Linked DNA regions of Sus scrofa: regions 1 and 3 are each linked to region 2. Evidence: chromatin contacts called from public HiChIP or PLAC-seq data. All regions are on one chromosome and are shown on one strand. The core of a region is the stretch at or near the end of the contact, and the rest is flanking DNA. Distances in the headings are between cores, read along the strand shown.

Region 1 (2,700 bases), core at 38-2,537, 180 kb after region 2:
AACAAAAATGTGTGTAACAAAGAAACACAGCTTCTCTTGGCACACACAGGGGTATAGACTGAGCTATATGAAGTCATGTAGTTGTGTACAGGAAACTGGGCAGTACAGCTTTGTGGCGCTATGTGGGGAGGACACGCAGATGACTGCTTGGGCAGGACATCTCTAAGGAGGGCTGGGTGCTCCCAGGGCCTGCCTCCTGGCTTGCTCTCAGGTGACCGGGAGGCAGATCCAAAGCCCCCCACCCCCCGTGTGTGGGGGGGACTATTTTACCTGCCTGAGTCTTAAAGAGCCAAGCAGCGGAAAAGAAGAGGAGACATCAGCGTGGAGATCCCGTAGGAAAGGCACCAAGGGATCAGGAGAGAAAGAAGAAGAGGGCAAGGAATGGGGCTAAGCAGCAGCAGGACTTTGTGGGGATGCAGCTTCTAGTTCACAGACTCCCTTCGTGCTCCAGCTCCAGCTCTCGCCTGATACCCCTGGGGAGCCCTGTGCTGGTGTTGGGGCCCCAGCCCTCTGCCTAACAGCCCGAGGCCACGGTGGGCCAGATGCCTTAGTCTCCCTTTTCAGGCTGGGCTCTGAGCGTTTACATGTGCTCACATGAGTGGGGAGAAGTTTTCATGTTTGAAGACCTCTTTTTCACAACTGCAGAGAAAACATCCCCCAGTTTCTTTCCTGAGATTCTAATTCCTCCACGTGCTACCAGTTCCCAGGGCCCAAACTGCTGGGGAGATGCAGGGTCTGGCGATGGTGGTAATGATGGTGAGGGGTATGGCTGCTGTGCTGTCTTCAGACCTTACCCAGTGCTTGGGATCCCTCCCTGGGCAGGGGCGGGGGGCGGATGCGGGGTTACTGCTCTGGCAGCTGACCAGGGACTGGGGGAACAGAGTAGTGACTTCTCTGGGCTGAGGCCATGTTCCCCTAGTTGCTCCCAGTGCCTTCATCTCCACAGAGGCCACAGCAGTCATGACCGTGGCCAAGAGAATAAATATTTTTGCTAAGTACCAGCTCTCCAGCTCCTGAGGGAGGGTCAGGGAGTCCAGGGGTCTCGTGGAGGCGAGATAGCCAAGGGTCTGCCTTCAGTCATGGTGGGAACGGCAAACAGATGATCAACACCATTTAACTGATGTCTATATGGCACCTCCAGCACCTCCTTGGGTGAGCCAGTCCGGGCCCGTGAAGCTGACTATCCGGGCACTTGGTGTTCTGCAAGGGAAACATGGACAGATAACTAGGCACTCAGCCTGTAGTAAAACAACCACAAGGTGGAGCTCCAAGAAAATGAACTGTGGGGCAGGGCCAGTCCTGGTCTCCGGAGGAGACAGAAGCCTTCCACAGCTCCTCTCAGGGGCACTGCGCCTCAGGGGAGACCTGCACAAGAAGCTTGGCCAGGGTTCCACCATTTTCAGACCACTGAGCTCACAGAGCTATCCCTCACTGAGGGGTTCTGTGATCCAGGTAGCAACTTAACTCTGCTCTCTACATGTTGCCCCAAATTAAAAAGTTACTTACCATTCTCACCTCCGGGGGGGTGGGTAGAGTGAAGGGGTTGAGCCTTGCTGGCTGGCAACAATGGCTGTAGAGGAAAGCCCTGAGTGAGAAGGAGGATGTGTTAGTGGAGTGCTCCCAGAACCCTCCCCTTAAGCGTCCTCCCTTCTTGCCAGCTGGGTGGGTACTGGGTGTGTGTGGGGGGTAGTTTCTCCTTAAATTCCTAGCCCCACTGAGTTCTGGGGTGCTGACAGAAGAAAATCTGATACTTCGTCAGATATAGTGGCTGGGAATAGATAACGAGGCTCTATTTTTCAGTTGCTTGTTACGTTTTGGCTGTGAGAACACTTGCTCCTTATTCTGAATATCAAAGCCAATTTTCTGGAGGCATTGAGAATCCCCAAGCTCCAAAGGAGGAAATAAATGTCATGATTATTTTATTGATTGTCTGCAGGAGGCTAGGATTCTGGACAGATTAGAAGCTCAAAGGAAAAACAGGGGGGAAGATTCTTACCAGGGGCCCCCTGCTGTGAGCAATACTACTGGGATGCAGGAGAAAAGATAGGAGGTGAGGAGTTCTCTTGGGGCTCAGCAAGTTAATAAGTATCTGGCATTGTCAATGCAGTGGCTTAGCTTGCTGCTGTGGTGTGGGTTCAGTCTCTGGCCTGGGAACTTCCACATGCAATAGGTGTGGCCAAAAGAAGGAAAAAAAAAAAAAAAAAGGAAGCTGGGGAAATGAGGCTTACCTGCTGCATAGGGTAAGTTGTACTGTGCTGGGAGCAATGAGTACCCCAGGTGGTGGTGGTGGTGGTGTGTGGACATTAGGCGCTGAGAAGGCGAGGTGCGGGGCCGGTCAACACTCCTTTCACCCCCGCCTGCTCCCCCGACGCTGCTACAGCTGCCACCACCCCCAACCACCCCACAGCCTCCCCGATCTCTCTCCTGAGAATTTTTATCACTTATCTGGAAAGGAAAGCAGACACAATAGCACTGCTGTGAGACACACGCATGAAAGCAAGATGCCCAGAGCCCACATCACGACTCTAAAAATGTAGGACACCTAAGAATCAAGGAGGTGCCTGGGGGAGCTAATGTCAAGTCAACCAAACCGCACTGTGGTCAGGACCTAAATCTGCCCACCTTCTCCCAGACCCTGGATCTGGCCTTATTGGTCTTTGACAACAGCCAGTGTCACTGCACCTCCCTTACCGTAGGCGA
Region 2 (2,700 bases), core at 23-2,522:
TCTGATGGCAGCAAAGCAGCCCTGCAAGGCCCAGGCCTGCCGCTGCCTGAGCTCAGGCTCTAGGACAGGAAACCTACCTGGTTTCCTCTGGGCCTGACAGCACCCCCTGCCCTTCCTCCCGCTGGGCTCCCCTCCCCTCTGTGTGCATGACCACACTTCCGGGAGGATGCAGAGGGCCTGCACGGCGCTGCAGGAACCCCAAAGAGCCCAAAGCCTCTAACCTGGCATGGAAGGCCCTCCCCTAATGCCCCCACCGCCCCTGCCTCTCCCCAGCCACCTAGAGTTACCTGAGACCCCCCCCCCAAAACAAGTCCCGCACTGTCACACCTCCATGCCTTTGTCCATGCGGTATCCCTCTGCATCACATGCCCTCCCTTCTCCCTGCCCCCCAAGAGAGCTAAATCCTGCTCATTGTTTAGAGTCCGGCTCAAATCTCACCTTCTCTGGGAAGCCTTTCCCCGTCTTTCCAGTAAAGAAAATAACCACCCTTCCTGTTGGCTCCCTCAGCCCAGGACTCACAGGCAGCAGTGCTGAGGCGCTGAGTCAATCACATGCCCACGGAGCCTCCGCGCGCCTATCTATCAAATGGAGGCAAGTCCCCGAGGGGGAAGGTGTTGGAAGAATTCAAGGAGAAGGGCGACATACAGCCCCTAACCACACTGTGGACACACAATCGGCGCCCAATAAACCCTACATGAAACTTCAAGCCCAGCTGGGCAGCCCTGCAGAGGGTGGGAAGGATGTGTCAGGCATGTTTCCATCCTCTATTCCAGCTCTTTCCAATGGGTCCTCAGGTTCCCGCCCAGGGACGCTGATGGCCCACAGGTCATTGGAAGATCAGCAATGATTGACGGGCCCTGAACCCAGTGACTGACCTAGTTCTTCCTGGAGCGGTTGTCCACCCTGCTGCCTGCTTTGGCACATCCGCCTGGGAATGGCGGAAGGCAGGAGCCATGTGGGGGGATAGGACTGATTTTCACGGCAGCCTTGTCAGCTGTGTCGCCTGACTGCCCCACTGATGAGTCAGGTCTACTCCCCACCCTTCCCCTTCAGGAAGTGGCCCTGTCATAATCACAGTTGTGCTACATAAAAATAGCTTCAGTTCACAAATGCATGAGCACCCAGCCTTTCCACCAAGGGAAGAGGAAGGCCATTTCCCCACACGCATTCCCCACGGCCCCTCTTCAAAAGCGGGTCCTCTGAGGTGGGGTCTTGACACTTCTCAGTGGAAGGCTTCAGCAGCAGCTTCCTCATCAGCCCTGGTGCAGAAGGCTTTTTGTGGCTTTGCAATCAGCTTCTCACATTTTCTTATTTGTCCCTCACCCCAGAGATGTGGGGCAGAGCAGCTGCAGTTGTACCCATTTTGCAGGTGTGGAAACCCAGACGGAGGGAGGGGAGGTGACTTGCCCATCTCACACAGTGAGCTGATGGTAGAGCTGAGTTGTGGGCACCTGACTCCTGCCACAGGGTTCTTTCTGCCCTGGCACGTGCCTCCTGCTTGGATAATGCCATGGCCACAGCCAGGGCAAAGAGGAAAAGAGGAGGAGTGAAAGGCTGGTCAGAGCACAGCTTTGAGGAGCAAGACATTCATTTAGCAAACATTTCTCAAGCTCTTGCTACATGCTAGGCACCATGCTAGGCATTAGAGATGTGGTGGAGAGCAAGAAAGAGGCCCAATTCCTGCCCCCCTGGAGCTTATAGTTTAATGGAGTGATAGCTAACATTTACTGAACATGTTCTCTTTTTGGGGGGTGGGTGCGCCACCCATGGCAGTTCCTGGGCCAGGGATCGAACCCGTGCCACAGTAGGGACCTCAGCCACTGCAATGACAACTGTGGGATCCTTAACCCATTGCATCACACAGGAACTCCTGAACCTATTCTTTGTACTAGATGCTTTGCTAAACACTTATAGTGGAATAAATCATTTAATTCTCACCAATACCCCCATAAGGTAGCATATTAGATGTCTGCCATTCATGTTGGCCACCCAGCAGCTGAAACCCTTTCTATGTGTGCAGTATTTTTCACTCATGAGGAAGAGCCCAGTTGCCATTCCTGAGGCTAAGTATACCAGGTATTCCCTTTCCCAGCCTCCCTTACAGCTAAGGCAGGGCATGTGACCAGACTTGGCCAGTCAGCAGGACCACACCAGACCTGGTGTTGAAGCAGTAACTGTACAGATGCATCACTGGAAGTGAGGGCAGTAAAAACAGGAACCCCACCTGACTTTCCAGAGGCACCAGCAGCCATTTGTAGGGGCAGGTCCCTCATCCACCGTGGGTGGAGCCAGTGTCTCTGCCCTGTGGTTGTCCCTTCAGCTCTCCTTAGCTTGTAGAGAAAGGAAAAAATCCTGCCCTTCCTTCAGGGGGTGGTGATTGTGTCCCTCCTGCTTCCCTCACCCTGGAGAGGGTCGATGAGGTGGGCAAAAACTGGAAACAATAGGGAGTCTGGGTGGAGATGGCCTGAAGCTTTCCAGGCCAGTGTAACCTGGTAGTCTCAGAACCTCTGCCTGGTGACAGCATGATCCTCCCTTTCCCTTTCTGTTCTCAGGCTCTCTTCTCCCACCCACCCTACTCTCCATCCCACTATCTCAGGTCTGGTTCAATGCCCACGACCTCTGCCAGACACTTCCTTTCTCAGCTTCTCCTCCTTGTAGCCACTCACTACCATCCTTCATCCTAGAGTCAAAGCGAGCCTC
Region 3 (2,700 bases), core at 13-2,512, 240 kb before region 2:
GCAGTGCCAGCAACCTGATCTGGACTTCCAACCACTAGAACGGTGAGAAAGAAATTTCCGTTGTTCAAGGGAACCCTCCTGCACTGTTGGTGGGAATGTAAACTGGTACAGCCACTATGGAGAACAGTTTGGAGATACCTTAGAAATCTATACATAGAACTTCCATATGACCCCGCAATCCCACTCTTGGGCATCTATCCGGACAAAACTCTACTTAAAAGAGACACGTGCACCTGCATGTTCATTGCAGCACTATTCACAGTAGCCAGGACATGGAAACAACCCAAATGTCCATCGACAGATGATTGGATTCGGAAGAGGTGGTATATATACACAATGGAATACTACTCAGCCATCAAAAAGAATGACATAATGCCATTTGCAGCAACATGGATGGAACTAGAGAATCTCATACTGAGTGAAATAAGCCAGAAAGACAAAGACAAATACCATATGATATCACTTATAAGTGGAATCTAATATCCAGCACAAATGAACATCTCAGAAAAGAAAATCATGGACTTGGAGAAGAGACTTGTGGCTGCCTGATGGGAGGGGGAGGGAGTGGGAGGGATCGGGAGCTTGGGCTTATCAGACACAACTTAGAATAGATTTACAAGGAGATCCTGCTGAATAGCATTGAGAACTTTGTCTAGATACTCATGTTGCAACAGAAGAAAGGGTGGGGGAAAAAATATAATTGTAATGTATACATGTAAGGATAACCTGACCCCCTTGCTGTACAGTGGGAAAATAAAAAATAAATAAATAAATAAAAGAAATTTCCGTTGTTCAGTTTATGGTACTTAGTTACAGCTGCTCAACTAACACGTTACTGAAGCTGAGTGATGAGCATGCGAGGTTTCTTCCTACTGTTCCATTTTTTAGATGTTGGAAATTTTCCACAATAACGTAAAAATAAGTATACAGATCCTAAAATTCCCCAAACCAACAATGAAAGAACCTATTGAAAAAATCTAATTTTCATCTATCATAAATATGAGAAAATGTTTACCAGATCATCTGACAAGACGCACTGAAGATAACCTGTACCATCTCGCAACACAAGAAACATTAAATTCTTTCCTAAAATGAGAAAGAGATACTTAGCTAGACTGTTCACAAGGCACTTGAAAGTACCTTCTCATAATTTAGATAAAGAAACCACCAAGGTTAAATGTTGAAAGTTCAAACCTCCCACATGTCCTTGTTCCTCTAAAGCATCCATGAATAATATCACTACTTGGCTTTTTTTTTTTTTTTTTAATTGCTTTTCAGGGCCACACCCATGGCACATGGAAGTTCCCAGGCCAGGGGTCAAATCAGAGCTGTAGCTGCCGGAAAGCCACAGCAAGATCTGAGCTGCATCTGTGACCTACACCACAGCTTACGGCAACGCTGGATCCTTAACCCACTGATCGAGGCTAGGGATTGAACCTGTGTCCTTATGGATACTAGTTGGGTTCCTTACCACTGAGCCACAATGGGAACTCCACTACTCAGTATTTGTAAAGCATTTTAACTTCATTGTATTTTCAAACCCTGTGTGAGCCTCCTGACCCACATGATCATGGGAGAGCCAGACAGTAAGCACGTGAGCTGAGGGATTCAGTCTTATTCACCACTGATCTCTGCAATGCCTAGTACAGTACATTCAGCAGGAAGTGCATATACACTGCTGCAGAGAATCACTCTTTTGGTTTTTTAAGCCCCATTTCTTTTTACAAAGGATTTGATAACCACTTATAATAAAAGACATGAAATAAAATAATAAAATAATAAAAATAAAATAATAAAAACCCTAACCCTAACCCAAAAATGAATCCTGACTAGGAATCATGAGGCTGTGGGTTCGATCCCTGACCTTGCTCAGTGGGTTAAGGATCCTGCACTGCTGTGGCTGTGGCGTAGGCAGGCAGCTATGGCTGATTTGACCCCTAGCCTGGGAACCTCCATATGCCGCTGGTGCGGCCCTAAAAAGACAAAAAGACAAGTAAATAAATAAATAAATAATTTAAAAAGTTTTAACAGTCATAATAAATAAGAACAAATCTGGGGGTTCCTATGGGGCGCAGTGGGTTAAGGATCTGGTGTTGTCACCGCAGTGGCTAAGGTTGTGGCTGTGGCACAGGTTTGATCCCTGGCCTGGGAACTTCCACATCCTGTGGGTATAGCCAAAAAACCAAAAATCAATTAAAAAAAATTTTTTTTTAAAAAGAACAAATTTAGGATATAAATCACTATTTCCTTTAAACAGCTAGCATTCCCAAACTACTATATATAGACTGGATAAACAGTAAGGTCCTACTGTACAACACAGGGAACAATATTCAATATCCTGTGATAAATCAACATGGGGAAGAATATGAAAAAGAATGTATATACGTATAATTGAATCACTCTGCTATATAGCAGAAATTAACACAACATTGTAAATCAATTATACTTCAACTTAAAAAACAAAGAAAAGCTAGCATTCCCAAACAAAAAACCAACTAAATTTTTTTTTTAAGTTCTTCACATAAGACCAGAGATATTGAAAATTAAAGAGACACAAGACAGCTACTTCAGTTACCTTGCCTACGCAGCCTGTGGACCCAGCCAAATACTTTCACTCTTTGACCTCGATACCCTTCTAATGCACAAATCTTCACCTGTCAAGTTAAAAGACATAACAATTGATCCAGCATGTCATTTATC

Evidence for each region. HiChIP or PLAC-seq counts read pairs in DNA pulled down with a chosen protein or histone mark.
Region 1: a contact with region 2 is called in an H3K27ac HiChIP or PLAC-seq map of alveolar macrophages. The contact joins two enhancer-like sites. A contact is called at or near these places in 1 of 47 Hi-C or Micro-C datasets (blood) and 2 of 2 datasets of contacts at active chromatin or transcription factors (alveolar macrophages and skeletal muscle).
Region 3: a contact with region 2 is called in an H3K27ac HiChIP or PLAC-seq map of alveolar macrophages, with 2.6 times the contacts expected there. The contact joins two enhancer-like sites. A contact is called at or near these places in 1 of 5 promoter capture datasets (fetal liver) and 1 of 2 datasets of contacts at active chromatin or transcription factors (alveolar macrophages).

What each region holds. Positions count from the first base shown.
Region 1 is chr1:107,343,709-107,346,408 of Sscrofa11.1, forward strand. ZNF609 (zinc finger protein 609) reads right to left here. Exons shown (of 9, transcript XR_002344510.1): 7 at 2,692-2,700; 8 at 1,507-2,445; 9 at 1-1,200. Among named protein-coding and RNA genes, the nearest start is that of OAZ2, 20 kb to the left of the region's middle. Within about 2 kb of position 1,288, at least 8 of the 83 cell types and tissues checked have an H3K27ac peak or open chromatin away from gene starts, as enhancers often do. A contact at or near this core is called in alveolar macrophages, where this site is marked.
Region 2 is chr1:107,163,284-107,165,983 of Sscrofa11.1, forward strand. All of the region lies in intron 2 of ANKDD1A (ankyrin repeat and death domain-containing protein 1A), which reads right to left. Among named protein-coding and RNA genes, the nearest start is that of ANKDD1A, 21 kb to the right of the region's middle. Within about 2 kb of position 1,273, at least 36 of the 83 cell types and tissues checked have an H3K27ac peak or open chromatin away from gene starts, as enhancers often do. A contact at or near this core is called in alveolar macrophages, where this site is marked.
Region 3 is chr1:106,920,794-106,923,493 of Sscrofa11.1, forward strand. NARS (asparagine--tRNA ligase, cytoplasmic) reads right to left here. Exons shown (of 16, transcript XM_003121455.6): 7 at 2,576-2,654; 8 at 1,016-1,086. Among named protein-coding and RNA genes, the nearest start is that of NARS, 11 kb to the right of the region's middle. Within about 2 kb of position 1,263, at least 2 of the 83 cell types and tissues checked have an H3K27ac peak or open chromatin away from gene starts, as enhancers often do. A contact at or near this core is called in alveolar macrophages, where this site is marked.